2 separate regions of the Hordeum vulgare genome follow, and region 1 is linked to region 2. Evidence: chromatin contacts called from public HiChIP or PLAC-seq data. All regions are on one chromosome and are shown on one strand. Each heading gives the region's core, a stretch centred on a gene start, on an enhancer-like site or on the middle of the called end of the contact. The rest is flanking DNA. Distances are from core to core; before and after follow the strand shown.

Evidence for each region. HiChIP or PLAC-seq counts read pairs in DNA pulled down with a chosen protein or histone mark.
Region 1: an H3K4me3 HiChIP or PLAC-seq map of embryo shows a contact between it and region 2, with 7 times the contacts expected there. The contact joins the promoter of LOC123417671 here to the promoter of LOC123417085 in region 2. A contact is called at or near these places in 5 of 6 Hi-C or Micro-C datasets (leaf, seedling and an unstated tissue) and 1 of 1 datasets of contacts at active chromatin or transcription factors (embryo).

What each region holds. Positions count from the first base shown.
Region 1 is chr1H:49,912,937-49,915,933 of MorexV3_pseudomolecules_assembly, forward strand. It overlaps LOC123417671 (pentatricopeptide repeat-containing protein At3g48810-like), which reads left to right and starts at 1,682. Exons shown (of 1, transcript XM_045106919.1): 1 at 1,682-2,997. The coding sequence starts at 1,843.
Region 2 is chr1H:49,643,169-49,646,182 of MorexV3_pseudomolecules_assembly, forward strand. It overlaps LOC123417085, which reads left to right and starts at 1,749. Exons shown (of 6, transcript XM_045106882.1): 1 at 1,749-3,014. The coding sequence starts at 1,865.

The sequences.
Region 1 (2,997 bases), core at 432-2,931, 270 kb after region 2:
TCTCGATCCAATACCCTTGGCCTATGGTGCCCATCACTGTCCTATACATTCTTAATTATTCGAAAAGCCTCATGGAGCCTCTCGAAACACTTTTTCCGTTGTCGCAAGTCTCTGTTCCGCCATGTGTCCATCTAGAGCCCTTTTCCGATGCCATGCAGGAGGGGGGATCGATCACGGAGGGCCTCTACATCAACCTTGCTACTCCCATGGTGATGTGTGAGTAGTTCACTACAGACCTACGGGTCCATAGTTAGTACCTAGATGTCGATTTCTCTCTATTTTCTTCTTCATTGCCATGATTATGATAGCTTCGTAATTCTCCCTGATCTGTTGATTTGGTTTGGCCAACTAGATTGATCTATCTGCAGTGAGAGAGGTGCGTTGTAGTGGGTTTAGTTTCCTACTTTGTATTGCTGCCGTGATGCCTCTCCGTGACAAAGTAGGGGACACAACACGTAATTTGTATTGCTGCTGTGAAGGAGGATGCGCCCTCCCCGACGCCTCCTGCACTACCTCAGTGGCGGCGACGATGACAAGTCACGAGGCGAGTGATAACTTGCAAGTGCACATTTGTTTAGATGTAGTCTTTAAAAAAATAAGAGTATCAACCTCACATGAGGCACATGAAGTGGTAAATTTATCATGATGAGGGTTCAAGTTAATGGCGGTCTAGAGCAAAACGAATACAAGGGTTGAAATATTGCATGAGAATAGAGACTAAAAATTCCCCTAAAATTACTAAAAACAAAAGGGCGGGAATAAAATAAAATACCTAGAAATTGGTATAAGTTTTTTGGAATCCATAAGGCGAAGGTGTTTTGAGGACTATGGATTCTCCTCTAGTATGTTTCTAACGTTACATATACTTGTTCTAGGTTTATATTTTCAATCCACTATGTTGCTTCTATAAATGGGCAGAGCCAAGTTTATGATATCATGAAGAATTTTCAAAGTCGTGAACGTATTTTACATTTATGAACAATTTTAAAAATTAAGATCTTCTTTGAAGCCCCGATCTTCTTTTTTGAATTTAAGTTTCATGAACAGTTCTCAAAGTAAAAAGTACAAAAAAAGACAAAAAAAGGAAAGACAAAAACAACATGGATCCCGGTAACGCCCGAACGATTCGGGATTTGATCATGTCAAATCGAACATTTTGATACAGTTTTGATGACGCGAGGACAAGTTTAATTGGCAAACATGAAAAATCCATGCTCAATGTTTTTTTGTCCGGAAATTGCCATGCATTTCAACTAAGCTTTTCATTTTTGCATCACCAAAATTGCCAGCCAAAACATTTGGTTTGCCATGATCAAATCCTGAAAATGTTCAGTGTTTATCATCTCCGAAAAATATCAGACCCCACGCGCCCACACATGACCGGCTGAAATCATACGCGGACTGGGGAGGGGGTGCGCGTTGGGTATCCAACGCGCATGTCGCTGAACACGGGTCTTGTACGGAAGCCTATTTCGAAAGAACCAGTTCGTGTTAGTTTGAATAAGCTGGGCTTCCAAACCATGCCCGATATTTGGCCTCTCAGGCCTGGTACAATGCAAGGTGCTTAGGGGAGGTGTTTAACGAAATAAATCAATTTTTTTAACACCGATGCTTATTTCAAGATAGACGTTTAACTAGACGTTTCTCCTGTAGAAATATGCATTCATGCTTCAGAAAATTTTGATTTATTTTTCTAAACATATTTCTAAGCACCAAACATTGTACGGAGTAGTATTGTAGGAGCCTGAAAGAATACCCATCGCTTACGCACTGCTAAAAAAAAGTCGCTTACTCAAACGGGGCCAGTACTCTGTTCGACCGTCGAAGTTTTGGCTGCGCGCCATGTGTTCGACCAAATGCCGCCTCCTGCTCAGGCGACTCCACGATCGCCATTTCTCCACCTCCCCGTCACATAACCACCGGAAGAGCAACCCGCAAGTCACCATCCGGTGGCCGGAGCGATCCAGTCCCTCTCCCGACGCCGGAGACACGGCGAGGGCCCATGAGGCCACCGTCAGGAGGCTCGCGGCGGCAGGCGACGTGGACGGCGTCCAGTACGCTCTGCAGGAGATGCGGCTGCGCGGGGTGGCGTGCCCCGAGGGAGCCCTCGTCGCCGCCATCTGCGCCTTCGCCCGCGCCGGCGCGGCCGACCGCGCGCTCAAGACGTTCTACCGCGCGCACGACCTGGGATGCGCGGCGCCCACCGTGCGGGTGTACAACCACCTGCTCGACGCGCTGCTCCGGGAGAACCTGGTCGGGGCGGTGGTGCCGGTGTACGACAACATGAGGAAGGCCGGGGTCGAGCCCAACGTGTACACCTACAACCTGCTCATGAAGGCGCTGTGCCAGAACGACCGGGTCGACGCCGCGCGCAAGATGCTCGACGAAATGGCCAGGAAGGGCTGCCAGCCAGACGCGGTGAGCCATACGACGATCGTTTCTGCGCTGTGCAAGCTGGGAAGGGTGGACGAGGCCAGGAGGGCCGTGGCAGAGACGGTGCCTGTGTGCTCCTCGTACAATGCTGTCGTTCACGCGCTCTGCAGACAATTCAGGATGCGGCAGGTGCTCTCGGTTATCGACGAGATGATTCATCGTGGACTGCACCCAGAACCTGCCACCTACACAAGCATGGTCGACGCGCTCTGCAAGGCCGGTGAGCTGAGGATGGCTTGCGCCATTTTGGCTAGGATGGTGACCGAAGGTTGTGCTCCAAATGTTCAAACATTTACTGTGTTGGTAAAAGGGTTCTTCGATGCTGGAAAGGCACATGACGCAACTGACATGTGGAATTGGATGGTGGCTGAAGGATGGGCACCAACGACAATCTCTTACAATGTTCTCATCCGTGGCCTTTGCCACACTGGTGACCTAAAGAGGGCATCATCTGTTTTCAGTGGCATGGAGCAAAACGGCTGTTTTCCTGATGTAAGGACATATTCTACTCTCATTGACGGATTCTCCAAAGCAGGGGACGTAGATGGTGCCATGTCAATATGG
Region 2 (3,014 bases), core at 499-2,998:
GCTCATGATAATACAAACATGTGGTACAAAAAGTGTCCATGCCTCTCATGCGTATTCTGCATAGTGAATCCTTCAAAAATAATGGAGTGGAACATCATGATAGCTTTGTTCTTCAGCCGTAAAGGAGCGATGTGGAGAAGACGAATTGATTGCTCTAGTTCATTTTAAAAGACGCATGCCTCCATGTTTAGGATGTCGACAAAACATTTGTCACAAATCGTAACTTGTACCGAGGTGGATGAAATATCAACCTCTGGACAAATGACCTAGTAGGTCCATCGACATTCACGTTTCGTAGGTTTCAATAAGCTTGATTCACATGTGCACTTTAGCCGATACCAGTTTTGTTGTATATCCTAAAAAACCAGAAACAAAACCAACGATCATGATAGAAGTGTACCTGCGTTTGTAGTATGATGACATATGACATTATTAATTTGGTTAATGTCATTAGTCCTTAGATTATTTTTTTACGCAAAGGTATAAAAAATTTGGCACGACACGACCTGTGTAAATCGAAAGACTTGGTTTTGCAAATCGACATGACACGTGAACTAAAAAAGTTGGCCCAACACAACAGGTCAGCTCAAATAACCCATGTCATGGTCGCTTTTAAGATCTGACCTTGTTTCGTGGTGGGTCGATTGTTGACCGAACCCTTTAACGCAAGTGTCGTGTTTGATCGAAAATTCGTGCTCAGGATGGGTCATATAACTAAAAATAAAGGGTCTTAATAGCGTCCACACGTGTGGGTGTTAAGGGGTGTTACCCACACGTTTCGTATGATGTGTAAGGGAAACAGCCCACACGCGTGCATGTGGACAAAACAGCTAACGCACACACGTCCGGCCTCATGCCTCACGACCTGCATATCCGGCCTGCCACCTCATGGTATGTGATAGCCTGGCTTATTAGGGATGATAGACTACTCATATCAATAAGGAATTCCTTCTTTTTCGGGAGCCCATTCAAACAGAACTCCCAAGTTAAGCGTGTCGGCTTGGAGTATTTCTAGGATGGGTGACCGACCGGGAAGTTCATCTCGGGTGCACATAAGTGAGGACAAAATGCGCAGAAAAGACTAGTATTGATATGTGAGGTCAGTCTAGATCCCGCCAGGAGTAACGATCGCCGACGGGTGTGTCCGGGGCGTTACAAGTTTGGTATCAGAGCCGACCCTCGCGGTTACACGGATGTTTGCGGATAGGTGCGCGGTCATGTTATTCATGACGTTTGTGACCCGTCGTGGCACACGGCATGACACATGTACTGGACTGAATGCACAGACGTTTGTGCCAAGAGGGAACGCTCCCGTGGCCCGACGAGGACGTCGGTTCCTCTGAGTGGTGGTGTATGTGATAGGCTGACTTATTAGGGATGATAGACTACTCATATCAATAAGAAATTCCTTCTTTTCCGGGAGCCCATTCAAACAGAACTCTCAAGTTAAGCGTGCTCTCAGCTGCCATGTAACACTGAGAAGACATGACAAGTGACGCCCACACACCAGCCCCTTCCTACGTGACACAAAAAATATATGAAGATTAATGCAAACCACAAACGAACCTAGATCCATGTGTGTGGGGTTTACAAACACGGACGTTATCTTTTTCCAAAATAAATTATTTGCTACAAAAACCAAAGTAGATAATTATTCAGGGAGTCCTTATTAGGAACCCCGAAAAATCATTATATTCCTAAAATACCGGGTGTGCTTAAACAACCTCGCGGAGTGGGAATCCCGTGGCCGCTACGAAACCTGCACCGCAAATCCCAGGTATATCTGACCCACGCGTAGGGGCTCCCTCGGCGGCGAACGCAGGGCACCACACGAATCCCAAAGCACCCCGTAACCCTAGCCGACATGGCCGGCGGCAAGCGCCGCTACAAGCGCAACCCCACCGCCGGCGGGCCCCGTCACAGCGCCGGGGCCGGGCGCCGGCGCTCGCTCCCGGAGCTCCCTTCCTTCGTCTCCCCCACCTCCGTCGCCGCCGCCTTCGGCCCGTCCTCCTCGGGCGGGCGGGGGCGCGGCCGCGGCGCCCGCCGCGGCGCCGCGGCGGAGCCCGCCAACGCCGTACCCTTCAGCTACACCGCTGCCCTTCGCCCCTGCCCCGCCTCCGCCGGCGGGGCGACGCAGGCGCTGGAGGTGGCCATAGACACCGCCTCCTGCGCCGATCCGGCCGCATCCGCGTCGATGTACTCGTACGAAGTGGTCGGAGGGATCGGGCTTGGATTCCACGGCGACGAGGAGGAGGAGGAGGCCGGTGAGAGCGCGCCGCATCTCGGATTGGGATTCCATGATCCCATCAAAGAAGAAGAGATGGACGTTGAGGCTGAGGAATTGGAGGAGGTCTCCTTCGTGACGCCGAGGCAGGCTAAAGGCAAAGGGAGGCAGAATGGAGGCTATATCTCCATCGGGGGAGTCAGGATCTACAGCGAGGATACCTCATCACCGGAATCGGAGGGGATGGGCGACTCTGACGAGGAATCAGATTCCGATTTTGAGGTGAGAGATCATAATGCCGATGTTTATAGCGATGAGGAAGATAGTGACGATGATAAGGGCGATCCGGAGTCTGATGAGGACGGTTCTGGGTCAGACTCGGAAGAGGGTCTCAGCATTGGGGACTCGTCGGTTGATGATGAGATTGTCGCCGATTACATGGAGGGGATTGGTGGCAGCGAGGAGCTATTGAGCAGTAGGTGGTTGAATGGCATGAAATTGGTTGATTCAGATGATGATGAGATGGATACTGACGACGATGAGGATGGGTTCCTAAAGAAGGGCAAGGAAAAGCTTGAGGGCTATGCGCTAATGCGTGCATCTGAGCAGTATGGGATGAAGAGGCCCAACTCGGCTGAAAGGCGGAAGGGAAAGAGCACCAGTGGCAGGGATTGTGACAGGGGCCTGGCTAGTATACAAGTGACTGGGATGGAGGATGTGATGATGGTGAAGGATGTAAGGATGGCAAATCGGTCAGGGAAGGGGGCGAAGGCTTCATCATCATCTCAGC